5 separate regions of the Mus musculus genome follow, and all the other regions are linked to region 5. The links are chromatin contacts, called in public promoter capture Hi-C maps. All regions are on one chromosome and are shown on one strand. The core of a region is the stretch at or near the end of the contact, and the rest is flanking DNA. Distances in the headings are between cores, read along the strand shown. Region 1 holds the start of Thoc7 (THO complex 7). Region 2 holds the start of Atxn7 (ataxin 7). Region 3 holds the start of Psmd6 (proteasome (prosome, macropain) 26S subunit, non-ATPase, 6). Region 4 holds the start of Slc4a7 (solute carrier family 4, sodium bicarbonate cotransporter, member 7). Region 5 holds the start of Nr1d2 (nuclear receptor subfamily 1, group D, member 2).

Region 1 (2,700 bases), core at 120-2,619, 4.3 Mb after region 5:
AAGTCCAAGTTAGGAGGAGCCTTTAGACCAGTACTCTTTCAAAAAGTCAGCGAGCAGTTCCACATTTGGAAGAGGTCATTTATGCTTCAAAATCTTCATTCAGGGTAATTTCTGCCTTTGTGACAAAAGTAGATACTGTATTTGACCCATACATAGTTCTGCCTAGAGGTTAAAAACCACCTCCCTTGAATGATCCCAAGTCTTCCGCTAGAAAGAACTGAGGGAACACAGGGCCGATGCATGGATCCCACTTAAGAAATCTCAACAACCAAAAAATGACCCCACACCATTGCCTTATGCAGGATCTGAAGGTTCAAGGGATTGGGATCATGAAAACTGATAAACAAAAACCTGGGTTATAAAGTCAAACTCTACCCTGTTGGAGGTCAAATCAACTCTCAACAGGAACATGGTTCCACTAGGAGAACATTCCTCAATGTTGAATCAAAATGATTTTTTGTTTTGTTTTGTTTTGTTTTGTTTTTTTGTTTTGTTTTGTTTTGTTTTTTGTTTTTCGAGACAGGGTTTCTCTGTGTAGCCCTGGCTGTCCTGGAACTCACTTTGTAGACCAGACTGGCCTCGACTGCCTGCCTCTGCCTTCCAAGTGCTGGGACTAAAGGCGAGCGCATTCACTGCCCGACTCCCCCCCCCCCCCCGGGAGGGGGGTGGTTTATTTCATTTTTCAGAAGAGATGACACTATAACCTGCAGTGTGTTCTAGAAATGTGTACTCCGCACCCCCAAGTAATGTGTTTGCAATGAGCAGCACCCCCACCCCCAACACCTACTTTCAACTTCCCTTTAAGAAGCAGTTTTTGAAAAGCAAAGTTAGTATGAAAATGAAGGCACCCCATCTGGATTCCAGCAGCGAGGGAGAACTGGATGAGAGGTGAGAACCGGAGGGACCTGAGCCCTGGGTCCTGAGTGACGCTCCCCAGACAGGTGACCAAGTTTCTTTCCCCCGCTTCGCCAGCACCCGCCAGAGCTCAGGAAGGGAGGATGGCTTGCCGCGCCCGCCTCAAGAATACGGGTTCGAGACCCACGGCGGCAGTGGCCGCGCCCCCGTCCCACCGGAGCGCACGGTCGGGGCAGCCCGGGACAGAGGTCACCTGGAGCGTCAGGCGCGGAGCCCCGCGAGCGCGCGCAGCCCGAAGCTCACCTGGCGGCTGGCCGCGGCCTCCAGGGCGGCCTGTGGGCGCGGGCAGGGCGGGACGGCGGTGTCCCCGGGCCCAGCCGCCGCCGCCCGCCCTCCCGCCGCCCGTCTCGCCCTTCACCCGCCGGCCGCTCCGCGCCCCAGGAGAGCGGCGAGCGCGGGTCCGCGGCGGCGCGGCGCGCGCGCCGGCGCGACTCAAAAGTCGGAGAGGGCGGCGGGCGCCGCCGCCTCCTCCTCCATGACTGTTTACCCGGCTGCATTGTGGGAGTTTGACCTTCGCCGCCAACCGCCGCCTCAGCTCGGCCGCCGCCGCCGCCGCGCACGCCATGGGAGCCGTGACTGACGGTGAGGCCTCGGCGGGTGCGGGGACGCGGGGCAGCGCCGGGATCCGGGCCGTCTGGGGTGGGGGGCTCCCGGGGCGGTGCGCGGCGGGGAGAGGCGCAGGGCGGCTCGCTCGGCCCGGGCGATGCAGTGCCCCGAGGGGGCCGCCTGGGGGGCTTCCCGGGCCGGGCTGGGTCGGGCCCACGGGCAGCGCGGCGGGCCCCAGGGAGCGCAGGAGCTCGGAGGGCGGTGGAGTGAGGACCCCGAGCTGGGGACGGCGGCTAAGAGGAACAGGGGTGTCTGGAGGGCCGGTCGGGAAGTGTATCTGGGCGACTTACAAGGTAAGGCGCCAGCATGGGAAGAGGCCGGCGGCTTGGACCGCGGCAACAAAAGGAAGGCATGTTGGAGCGGGTGAGTTGTTGGCCTGAGTGGATTAGGAGTGATGGATGGTGGACAGTAGATGTCTGTGGGCTGAGAGCAGAAATAAGAGCGCGTTTGGGAGAAGGATGGACTGACACGATAGGCAACTGGAGCAGGAACTGAGAAGGTACCCGCTTTGGTAGAAAGGTTCCGGTGGCTTGATGTTGTTTGATGGGCTGATCAATAGCTATGGATCCCAGTGGAGAAACAGGGGACTTCCAGAAATGAACAACGATCGGCCCAAATTTGAGGACGGGCCGAGGAAATACCGATGTGGGTATAAATAAAGGCCTCGGAACTTGGTAGGGGGGATTTTAACCTTGGTTTTGTTTTTTTTTAATTCGAGTTTAATTTATTCAGGAAGTACTTAGCTTACTTCTAGGCAATACTTTACTGAACACGTTTGATACCCAGAAGCAGCAGGTAAAGGTGTTTCCTCTTATACGTCTGCAGTGGCTGTAAACATTAAAAATTGGTAGGGTGGCTGTGTGTGTGTGTGTGTGTGTGTGTGTGCGCGCGCGCGCGCCTGCCTGCCTCTCTTTGAGCTGTCTCTGCCTCCCTCCCTCCCCCAGGCAGGCCACCCTACTAGAGTGGCAGTCAGAGGACACTTGCTGAAGTCACTTCTTCACTTCCACCAGATGGGTCCTGGGAATTGAACTGAGGTGGTCTTTCTACTGGTGATTAGAAAACTTGACAAATTTGCTTTCCCCCTTCCTTTGAAGGGTAAATAGGTGTTTTAAAACTGGAATTACAAGTGACCAACCACTTGCCAAAATGATGAAAGAAATTCAAGATGGCATATAGAAC
Region 2 (2,700 bases), core at 147-2,646, 4.2 Mb after region 5:
CCTGCCTGCTTCCTATGCCCATCACTTTGAATTGCCCTTTCCAGAAGGGATCCAGGTTGCTGCCCATTACAGAGAGCCCCTAGAAATGAGATTTCTTCCTAAATGTTCTACCCACCCTCTTCCATCCTCTTCAGCAGAGACCTCAATGTGGCAAGCAGGGAAGGTGGGCTGAAGCAACAAGAAAACTTCCCCAAGGTTGGGTACAAACTCCACCAGGGGGGCTGGACTCACCTTCCCGGCAGAGCCCCATGACTTCGCGGTTTTTCCCAAACTCCTTGAAACTTTCATCCAATTCGGTCCCTAGGAGATATACACACACAGGAGGAGGGGAGAGGCAGGTCAGTGGCTAGGAGTGTGACGCACGCTCACGCACGCTCCGGGTAGGTGTGGGCACCCAGCAGAAGATAGCATCTCTGACCCCCGTGGGGGCGGCCACAGGACACGGCGCGGGGGAGGGGATCGGGGCCAGAGGAGGGGGGCGGGGGGGCGGGGGGAACCAGGAGGCGTGGACACTCACCATCCTTCCCAGGAAGTTTGGAAGCTTCCACCCACAGATTCCACGACTGTCCCAGCATCGCTTCGGGACTGGGCAAGGGCCTGCGCTCCCCAACCGTCGCCATGGCGGCGGCCGAGGTGGTGGTGTCCCCGGTGCCGCCGTCCTCCGCCCGTGGGCGCCGCAGCGGCGGGTGCTGCCGCTGGGGCTGCAGAGGCTGTGGCTGCTGCTGCTGCTGCCGGGCGGCCGCTGCTCCGCCCGCCGCGCGGCGCGGCTCCCCCCTGACGTCATCCGCGGCCCGCTCCGACATTCTTTCCGCTCCTACAATGTAACAAAAAGGGGGAAAAGAGTGGCGCGGGGGCCGCTTTTAAGGAGGCTCCGCGGAGTTCCGGCGGCGTGCGCGGCCCGCAGGCCCGCGGTGCTGTCAGCCCCCGGCCCCTGCCGCCGCCCGCCTCCCCGCCCGGGCGCAAAGTCCGCGGCGCCACCGGCTTTCGCTTTCGCCTCCCGCGGCCCTCGTAGGGCGCCGGCTGCGGCTGCCACTGCGGCGCTGGCCGCCCTGCCGGGCCCGGCTCGGGAGGCCAGCGCCCGGAGCCGAACTGCCGCGACCTCAGGCCTGCCTGCGCCCCGGCCCGCGGCTGCCCACCCTGCGGGCGCTCGCATCCCGGCCCAGCCGGCAGCCCCGCTCCTTCCTTCCGTCCGCGCGTCCGTCCGAGCGGCGGCGCCCGGCCGGCTCCCTTAAGCGGAGGCGCCTCCTGTCGCCTCCTCCCCCTCGCCGGTCCCTCCCTCTCTGCTCGCTCCGGCGAAGTTTGCACGTCAAGCCCCCGGAGTGGAGCCAGGGCGAAGTCGGAAACGCAGCCACCTATGGAAGAGCCTGCCGGTCGGCCCCGGCGCAGTAACGAAAGCGTCGCCCAGGCCCTCCCTCCGGAGCCCCGGGCACCAGCAATTCGCTCTGGGCTCGCGGGAGGCTGCACAGTAGCTGGAGCATGAATGGGAAGCAGCCACTGTGCGGACGCCCAGAAACCAAAGCTGCCAGTGGCAGGTGTGAAAATGCCGCCCAGGTGTTAGCCCAGGCGTCCGCATCGAGCCCCTGCTGCTTGGCCAGCCAGGAACGTGCACTTGAGTGCCCACAACTGAAGGTCACACTGTGTCCTGCGAACTTGAATTTCTTCTCCAGCAAGAAGGAAGCTACAAAATCAGTGTATCACTTTAAAGTTGGGTTGTTAGTCTCTCACTATTTATGGCTGTCTTTCCTAGAATCCGATGAGACCCCCATGGCTTAAGGAATATACCAGACGTTCGTCAGATTTGGATCACAAATTAATAAGCACTAGCACATACAGTCACCCCCTCCCCGACCATCAAACAAGTAAAGCACAGGAGTGGACCACCACAGGGTGCCTTTAGTTCCTATTAAGCTGTTATCTCATTTCAGTAAAGCAGCATCTTTTTAGCCTGCTCAGAGCCTCAGGCTTACAGGTGCCTTCTGGGACTGTATGAAGAGGTGAGCTTTCTCGACTTGCTGCTATTATCTGTTGGCTTTGGGGGGGGGGGCAAATATTTAGTAAGACAGATGTGACCAACATCTCTGTTGAAGTACAAAAAACCTTTCAAATGTTAAAATGAACGCAAAAGTGCATATGAAAATGTTTCCATAATATATTAAAGCCAGGACTTGGAGAAGGGGTTTGACATAGGTGCAAGTTTAAAAGCTTGAGCTGGGTGTGGTATGCACCCAGAGTCCCCAGTGTTTGGGAGGCTGAAGCAAGTGTGCAGCATCGTAATACAGGTGAGACTGAGAAACACAGTAAGAGCTTGTCTTAAATAAATAAAGCAGAAACACAATTTCTGTGAGACACATTTAGAAATGTGTCTATAGGGTCCCCCCCCCCCACTGGATTGCACACCAAGAAATCCAAAAAGGAATCTGCTGAGTGTTTATCAAAGGACAGTTGCTTTTTGAACACTCAGGCTATACACCTACATACAGATTCAACTAACTGAAGTTTGGAATATATTTTCCTTAATTTAAAAACTGAGCCTGGCATGGTGGCACACATCTTTAATCCCAGCACTTGGGAGGCAGAGGCAGGCGGATTTCTGAGTTCAAGGCCAGCCTGGTCTACAGAGTGAGTTCCAGGACATCCAGGGCTATACAGAGAAACCCTGTCTCGAAAAACCCAAAAAATTAAATAAATAAATAAATAAAT
Region 3 (2,700 bases), core at 134-2,633, 4.1 Mb after region 5:
CTTGATTTAAAGCTCTAGTTCCTCTTGCCCTAAACCCATTCATGAATGTCTTAGGATGCTTCCTACAGAATCTTTCTTGAAAGGATTGATGATCAGTTTCCATACAAAGTTATAACATTCTGATAACATAAAATAGCACCAATTCTAGCACATCCTTGTGTTGTACTGTTCCAAAAGTCAGACATATGGTAACCATCACATAGAGTGTGATACCTGGATCCACACATCCTTCATGGGACATCATATTTCAGAACCCAGAAGAATTTTGGGCCAGCATAAAAGATCCACTGCAGTAGAAGTTGAGCTTGTGTTCAAAGGTAAACTTCTAGTAGGAATTCAACAACTGAGATGCAAATCCTGGCTTTAAGTCTCTGTGGTAAGATAAGTCTCTGTGTTGAGATTCTCTCGGGGTAGCAGATTACAGTCATCACAATTGCAGGGCCTAACAAAAGCAAAGGACAGAAAGTCCGTGCAGTGGGTTTACTAGTTACTTTTTCTTGCTGTGATAAAACGCCATGACCAAAGCAGCTCATGAGTCTAATTTGGTTTGCACTTTCTGAGAGTCCTTAGTAGTGGCAGGGGCATAGAAACAGGCTGGAACAAGAACCTGGGAGATCACATCTTCAACCACACAGAGAGAACATAGAAAGAATTGGAAATGGGGTGAGGTCAGAAATTCTCAAACCTACCCCAGTGAGCGACTGCCTAAAGCAGGGTTTACACCTTTTTATGGTTCCTTAAGGTGTCCAAACAGCACCACCAATGGGGACCATGTGGTCAAATATTGAAACTCAGTGGGACATTTCTCATTGTGTCACACAGTAGGATTTATAGACCATTACCCATTCTGAAGACTCCTCCAACATGTGCACACAAAAATAATGTAAATCACTGAATTAATAATTGGAAACACGGGGTACTCTTTTCTTAGAATAGGGAAGAATGTGGATTTTAAATGTAAGGAAGATAGGTTCTACACAGGCCTTGTCATGTAGCTGGTGTGTAACCTTAGCTGGCCACTTTTCAAATCTCGCTATGTTCCAGTTTGTTTGTCTACAATCTGGACCAAAAGAATCTCTCCCTAGTTCAAGAGTATTGAAACAAAGATGTCCCTGGAAAACTGTTTTTATTGTTTTTCTCATCTGTGTTATATTTTAAAACTGTTGGCGGATTTCCAGATCCTATCCGTTGCAAATATTATATAAAAAGGAAGAAAAAAAGATACTCAAGAAATGAAAGTTGGGCCCAACTCTGACCTAAAGAAAAAGGGGACAGCGCCAGGTGCTCCCGCCGATGTCCAGCAGGGGACGCTGCGGGCGGCGGAGCCAGAGACGCGACCGGAAGTCAGACTGGCGGCTCTGGGGAACCTGTGACGACTCCTCCTGCTTCCGCTGGTGGCCCAGGGCTGTGCTTGGTTCTGTCAGCCGGCTCCTGTGCTGTAGCCATGCCGCTAGAAAACCTAGAAGAAGAGGGACTGCCCAAGAACCCCGACCTGCGCATCGCGCAGCTGCGGTTTCTGCTTAGCCTGCCGGAGCACCGCGGGGACGCGGCGGTGCGCGAGGAGTTGATGGCGGCCGTCCGGGAAAACAGTGAGGCCAGCGAGCGCCGAGTCAGCGGCCTAGGCGGGGCGGTCGGGGTGCCTGGCGGGCGTCTCCGGTCGAGGCTTCATGGAGACCCCTAGGGAGGCCTCCTGGACCCGAGAGGGGCTTGCTTGCCTTAGTGGGTTCTTCCCCGCCGCGAGACGTCCAGGGAAGCCTCGGGTGCTTGTCGCGGCTGGACTCCCGGCAAAGGCGCCGCGGCTTTAGTGATGCCTGTCGGTGTTTAGCTGCCGGCCAAGGGACAGTCAGGGTTCTGTCCCTAGTAGTCGAGTCGAATCGGTGTCCTTTCCCTGACATGAGGACTCCTTTGGAACAGGAGCCGACCAGAGCAAACTGAGGATTCGATTCCCTTCCCCTTGGCCTTAGTCGCGATCAGACCTGCTAAGATCGGCTCTCAAGCAGGCTCCCAGCTTCAAACCTTAGCCGTGCTACCCAGGCCCATAGTTGGGAGGCGTCTGCTAGCTGACCTTCGGTGGGGTGGGAAAAGCGAGCAGAAGCTAACAGGATACCTCATAATGCGTGATTTGTGGCTTTTAGATATGGCTCCTTATTATGAAGCCTTGTGTAAATCCCTCGACTGGCAGATGGACGTGGATCTCCTGAGTAAAATGAAGAAAGCAAACGAAGAAGAGTTGAAACGTTTGGATGAGGAGCTGGAGGATGCAGAGAAGAATCTGGGAGAAAGTGAAATTCGAGATGCAATGATGGCAAAAGCAGAGTACCTCTGTCAGATAGGTGACAAGGTCAGTGAGATGCCCTGCCCGCTCTGGGTAGGTGACAGGGTCAGTGAGATGCCCTGCCCGCTCTGGGTAGGTGACAGGGTCAGTGAGATGCCCTGCCCGCTCTGCAGATGAGAGGTGCTCCCTATTTTCTGGAGGTACAGACCAATGTTGTACATCAGTGCAAATGAGTAATATCTCACTGGATAAGAGAATCTTTCTGTTTTAACTGGAAGGATAATCATATTTACCTGTACTGAAGAGTCAGTACAGGAACAGTAGATACATGACAATGTTGCAGCACCCAATTCCCTGCTCTTAACAGAGCAAGGTGTGCGTTAGTCTTCCTTACTGTGTCATTAAAAACAAGTACACATGAGGCT
Region 4 (2,700 bases), core at 151-2,650, 3.5 Mb after region 5:
ACTGTGATAGAGAATACAACATTTTTACCCAGGTTTATGAAAACTGATACTGTTTACTGTTCAGCTGAAAATGTGCAAATAAGGTTAAGAACAAGCAACAGTGTATTTGACAGATAGTCTTGGAGAAGGTCCTGAAGGTTCATTCAAAGGCCATAAAAAGAATCCTAAGGAGTTTCCAGTACTTCATCACTGTGACCCATCAAACCCATAACCACTACAGAACTTCACAGTCTTAAGACCGAAGTTTTCCTTTATATTTAAAGAGTTTATATTTGAATACTGTGAAGTAATGAATGATCACCGCCCACGGCCTCCACAATAACTTTTAAAGTAACGAGAGGAGGGAGCCTTAAGGAAAATTCTACCAAAAAAAAAAAAAAAAAAAAAAAAAAACCGGCAAAATGTCCTTTTCCTTGTTTTGAAAAGACTGGAAAATTCATCCCTGCAACCTTCCCTCCCATTTCACTGGTCAGAGTAAAAATTGGAAGTAGGAAAATTAGTACCACCACATCCTTTGAGTCAGAGACTCTGAAAGGAGAAAGCAGTTTCTTCTGTAGGGCACATACACGTTCCTGTTTCTAGAGAACGGGCCACTTGTGTGCCCCCCGCCCCCTCCCCCGTTTAAATGAGAGCCCAGTTTCTGCGCGTCCCAAGTCCGCCCTTACTCAGGCTGCTTGCACTGGGAAAGCGGGATCGGCTGGACTGGGGACGCGCGGCGCAGAGCACTGGGGTCTCTCTCGGTCCATTCTCTTTCTATGGAGCCCGGAGGAGGACACTGCACTCACGGTGCTTCTCCTGGGCCTGCGACCCAACACGCCACAGAGCGCCGGCCCCGACGGCCGGTCCCGACTCCGGCCACAGGCTGAAGGCGGCGGCGGCGGCAGGAACAGCAGCCTGGGCTGAAGGACGGCAGCGTCCACGCGGCGGGAGAACACGGCTCCCGGAGCCGCGCGTCTGAGAGCCGGGCACTGCGGCGGCGGACACGCGTCCTCGGGAGAGGCGTCCCCGAGGGCTCGAAGCCGGCCGTCCCCTGCGACCCCCGCCACACAAAGGCGACGGCGGCGCGCGGCCGCCAGCATAGGCCGCCGGCAGCCCCGCCGCGACGCCGCCTTTGTCTGCGGGCCTCGGCCTCCCCGCTCCTTACCCGCGTGAGTAGCGGTCTCATCTGCTCGCCGGCCCCGTCTGCCTCCATGGCCCGCCCCGGAGCTCTGAGAGGCCGCGACCGCAGCAGAGACGGGCACGCGGAGGGAGACCCTGTGCGGAGCGCTGGCCGCCGAGAGCTGGCCCCGGAGTGCGGCGACCGCTGCGAGCGCGGGACGTTCTCCGGGAGAGAGAGGCAACGGCGTGCCGCGAGGACTGAGACGGGCAGAGGACGCGGCGCGGAGGAGGCAGCGGCGCCCGGGCGGGGGCGGGGCGGGGGGCGGGGCTGGGGGGCGGGGGCGGGGGCGGGGGCGGGGCGCGCTCCGGCACGCCCCCCCCGGAGCACGCCCCCTGCCTGTTAGGCACCAGGTCCGGCGTCGAGCGACCGCCTCCAGTGGCTAAGGGGCTTGGAGGTAGGGCGGAGACAAAAGAAGACAGACATTCGTATCAGCCAATCAGCAGCTCGGAAGGGTCTGTCGCCTCCCCCGCCCCCCAGGTCAGTTTCCCGGAGGCCCCGCCCCTCTTTGTAAAGACTTAATTGACCGAGGCTGAGAGTGGAACTCGGTTTTTCGAATCGGAAGTTCTACAGACTTTCGAAGTGGAATGGGGTCATCACCCCATTCAGCTCCTCACCACGTGTTTTACAAGCAGGAGAGAAACAGGACGACGCCAGATTCATTCTCTGCCTCTGCAAGTTTCTCTCCTAGAGGTAACTCTATCGTGGACCCTGTAAAAGAGGGGATACATTTAGCAACTTGCCTAGTGCACTCCCTGCACTGGCCTAGTTCCACAACCTGTCCCACTCTTGGGTCGACCCTATAGGTAGGGTGCTTGTCTACTATCTACCTGGGTGTGGAGGTGATGGTCTCCATCACAAATGGACATTGAAGGATTAAATACATTTCTGTCCCTCTGTGAAGGTGTGTCACTTGTGGTGTGCTTATCACTATTGTTAACAGGTTGTTGATAAAGACAATAAAAGAGCCGGGCAGTGGTGCCGCACGCCTTTAATCCCAGCACTTGGGAGGCAGAGGCAGGAGGATTTCTGAGTTCTAGGCTAGCCTGGTCTACAGAGTGAGTTCCAGAACAGCCAGGGCTACACAGAGAAACCCTGTCTCAAGAAAAAAAAAAAAAAAAAGACAATAAAAGGTTGAGCTGAGAAAATCTAAATTCGATTATGAAAGGAAATACTTATCATCAGGTCAAGACTCATCCCTAACCCATTATCAATAAATAGCAAAGTGTACTGGGTACTGCTTTGGGTCCCAGACCCCTCCTGGCTTTGTTCTAAATTTCCCAGAGAGGTACAGGGCAGGCTCACACACGACTGTCCAAGAACAGGTGTGCTTCCATTAATAACAGCTACCATTTGAAAAGATCTAGAATTACAGACAGTGACATTTTGCAAATATGGCCCCTCTTTAATCCACACAATACTATAAAGTATATTTGTGTGTGATTTGACTGTGTCCCCTAAAAAACTGTATTGGAAACTTAATCCCCAATGCAATGGTGTTGGGTATTTAGGACACAAGGCCTTTAGGAGTTCATGAGCACATT
Region 5 (2,700 bases), core at 44-2,543:
TACTGTTTTAAAAATAACTGCTGGGGAGAAAAGACTGTTGGAGCCGACTCCAGAGTTGTTGCAGCAGCCCAGGCTAGACCGGATCTAGACTCACAGCCATGGCTCCCACCCCAGATGTGTTTGGGGGGAGAACAGCAGAGGTATTGTGAGGGTAGTCTAGCTCAACTTGCTAAGGATGAAATAGAGTATAAAAAGCAGCGATTTCTCGCCTGTTAGAAACGTTTAAATTGCTGATTTCAGGCTGATTAGCTAACAGAAAAGATTGCTATTGGTGGAAAGTGGGGAAATGTTCACATGTAAACTTGTCTATCTTACGACATGCTCCAACATTCTATACCTAAATATTCCTGGGCAAACTGGGATGCATTTTGCAACGGTCATACCCAAAGCCTAAAATTTCATATAAACTGTCCTATCGGTGCCAATATCTGTTAGCTCATTTAAAATATATACCTTAAAGCACATCTTCCTGGATTCACCTCAAGCACGTATCTAATTTGTTTCCATTTTCAGTTTGCTAGAAAATTTACATGCAAGGTGAAATGCACCAGTCTGTAGTATACTTTTGCTGAGTTCTAAAAATGCATGTACACATCCTAAATGAGAGAGAGGTCAAGGGACATTCCTAACCCGCTGATGGATATGGGAATCCAGAGCTGAGATTTTCGCTGGAAATGTGAATGTGAGGATCACCACAACACAGGTTTATTTAGGTGATGAGCCTGGATAAAACACCTAAGGTGATAGGAAAATGAAGGGTTGACTCCGGAAGCTAGATGTTGAGAGCGTTGGGCAGGAGACGCCAGTCAAGCTCAGAGTCCTGGAAAGCTTGGCGGCAGTAACCATGTGGGACCATGGAGGTGACCAGATTGGCTTGTGCTAGGGAGGAGGGAGCAAACAACCTCTAGCAGCGGGAGATCTGCAGGCAAGGGATAAGCGGCTGCGAGACAGGCTGGGAAGGAGGGAGGGGGGTGAGGTGAAGTGGGCGGGGTCGGTGCTGGGAGGAAGGCCGGGCCCGGCATGGCAGAGGGGCGAGGCTTGAACAGGAGCAACGGGAGGGGACGGGGCCGACGGGCCAAGTCCAGGGAGAGACGTATCCAAACAGAGGGGGCGGAGCCGGGAGAAGGGAAAGTCCAGAGCCAGAGTGTAAGGAATGGAGGGAAAAGGAGAGGGCGTGTCTGGGGAGGGGCTGGTGGGTCCACGGATTGGAAGAAGAGGTCAGGACCGCTCGTTGGGGGCGGAGCCTGTATAGAGGAAGTGGGCGGAGCCAAGGGTAGGAGCGGGAGAGTCGAGGAGAGGAGGAGCGGGCGGCCTGAGGAGGAGGAGCGGGCGGAGTCACCGCACCGCCGGCGGCGGCGGAGGAGGGGGGTGTGCGCGGATCACATGGTCGAGGAGCCCTCCAGGTCAGCTGCCGTGCCCGCTGCCGAGCCCTGCCACAGGAAACTGCTGTGCCGCGCTTGTGCCGTGCGGCCCCCAGGAGCCGCCCGCACCCGGTGCTCATGATGTGGGCCCGCGAGCGCCACCGCCTGCAGTCCCGGGCGGCGCGGTGAGGGCCGCACCCTGTCCAGCGCCATGGAGCTGAACGCAGGTAAATGTAGGAGGGAGGCTCGGGGGTCAGGGATGCGTGTCTGTGCGTCCATCTCGCGTGGGGTTGCTGGGATCCCGCACTCGGGCTCCCCGCGCGCCGGACGCCCCCCTCACATGGCCCTGCCGCACTGGCCACGTGCACGGTGTGTTTACGTTCGGCGGCGCGGGCGCTGGTTGGCTGCGCGGGCGAGTGACGCAGCATTACATAATGCGAGCTGGGTGGTGGCGGGCGGAGACACGTGAGGCCGCGGGGCGACCCACATTACCCGGGGCCGGAGGAACACGTGGGGGCGGTGCCGCGGGGGGAGCCCATAGTCTGCGCGAGGCCCCGCCCCCGGGGCCTCCGCCGTGACGTGGCCTCGGTCCCGGGTCTCCCGCTGTTGCCCACTGCGGGGCCCGCTGCGCATGCGCATCCGCCGCAAGTTCGGCGCTGGTCCCGCCGCAGTGCGCGCGGCAGCCTGCGCGTCCCCGGGTGACCCCGGCAGGGCTGACCTTGCTAGACAGGGAGTGCGTAGGTCGTTCTCGCTCAGAGTCTTGCGGGAGTCGCGCAGCACCTTCCGGATGGACAGCGTGTACAGAGCAATTCGCTTCCAGGGGGACTTAGCCTAGAAGTCCTTTTAAGCATGGAGGGGAGGGGAGGGGCTTTTCTGCTCGCAGCTCGCTCTGATCTGAGGACTGGTGATCTAGGATTTCAGAACCTTACGTAAAACTTTTATTTACGTTAAAAACGTTTTAGCTTCGCGCCCAAGAGTTTGAGGCAGATGGCGGCAGAAAGTAGCAAGCATGGGCTACTGTGTGAGATCCTCACTCAAAATGCCCAAAGAACAAAATAACCCCTTTTGTTTTCAGGACTGACTTTGAACCCCCAAAAGACATGGTCATATAATACCTAACCTTCCTCGCTTCGCTTTAGTCGACCGCAGTGATGACCCTTATACCTGAAGCAAATGAAGTTTTCATTTTGAATATTTTGAGTTCTTTGCACTTTTAAAAACCATCGCAGTTCTAACATATGTTTTATGAATTTTTAGACCAGTGGTCAAATTAGTTTCAGGACTATTTTGATTACCTATAGTCCTTCTTAGTCATTGCCGCATATGAAATATTCAGTCA

The links. Promoter capture Hi-C pulls out the DNA fragments that hold promoters and counts their contacts.
Region 1: a contact with region 5 is called in a promoter capture Hi-C map of pre-B cells. The contact joins the promoter of Thoc7 here to the promoter of Nr1d2 in region 5. A contact is called at or near these places in 2 of 39 promoter capture datasets (cranial neural crest and pre-B cells).
Region 2: a promoter capture Hi-C map of pre-B cells shows a contact between it and region 5. The contact joins the promoter of Atxn7 here to the promoter of Nr1d2 in region 5. A contact is called at or near these places in 2 of 39 promoter capture datasets (the HPC-7 cell line and pre-B cells).
Region 3: a promoter capture Hi-C map of pre-B cells shows a contact between it and region 5, with 3 times the contacts expected there. The contact joins the promoter of Psmd6 here to the promoter of Nr1d2 in region 5. A contact is called at or near these places in 2 of 39 promoter capture datasets (liver and pre-B cells) and 1 of 484 Hi-C or Micro-C datasets (CD4 T cells).
Region 4: a promoter capture Hi-C map of pre-B cells shows a contact between it and region 5. The contact joins the promoter of Slc4a7 here to the promoter of Nr1d2 in region 5. A contact is called at or near these places in 2 of 39 promoter capture datasets (cranial neural crest and pre-B cells) and 1 of 484 Hi-C or Micro-C datasets (rod photoreceptor).

The regions. Positions count from the first base shown.
Region 1 is chr14:13,959,982-13,962,681 of GRCm38.p6, reverse strand. It overlaps Thoc7 (THO complex 7), which reads left to right and starts at 1,369. Exons shown (of 8, transcript NM_025435.3): 1 at 1,369-1,497. The coding sequence starts at 1,479. It also overlaps a transcript of Atxn7 not described here.
Region 2 is chr14:14,011,187-14,013,886 of GRCm38.p6, reverse strand. It overlaps Atxn7 (ataxin 7), which reads right to left and starts at 1,396. Exons shown (of 12, transcript NM_139227.4): 1 at 1,137-1,396; 2 at 518-814; 3 at 232-300. The coding sequence starts at 803.
Region 3 is chr14:14,119,628-14,122,327 of GRCm38.p6, reverse strand. It overlaps Psmd6 (proteasome (prosome, macropain) 26S subunit, non-ATPase, 6), which reads left to right and starts at 1,383. Exons shown (of 8, transcript NM_025550.3): 1 at 1,383-1,589; 2 at 2,136-2,341. The coding sequence starts at 1,445.
Region 4 is chr14:14,701,725-14,704,424 of GRCm38.p6, reverse strand. Slc4a7 (solute carrier family 4, sodium bicarbonate cotransporter, member 7) reads right to left here and starts at 1,400. Exons shown (of 26, transcript NM_001360504.1): 1 at 1,145-1,400. The coding sequence starts at 1,192.
Region 5 is chr14:18,237,699-18,240,398 of GRCm38.p6, reverse strand. Nr1d2 (nuclear receptor subfamily 1, group D, member 2) reads left to right here and starts at 1,293. Exons shown (of 8, transcript NM_011584.4): 1 at 1,293-1,588. The coding sequence starts at 1,573.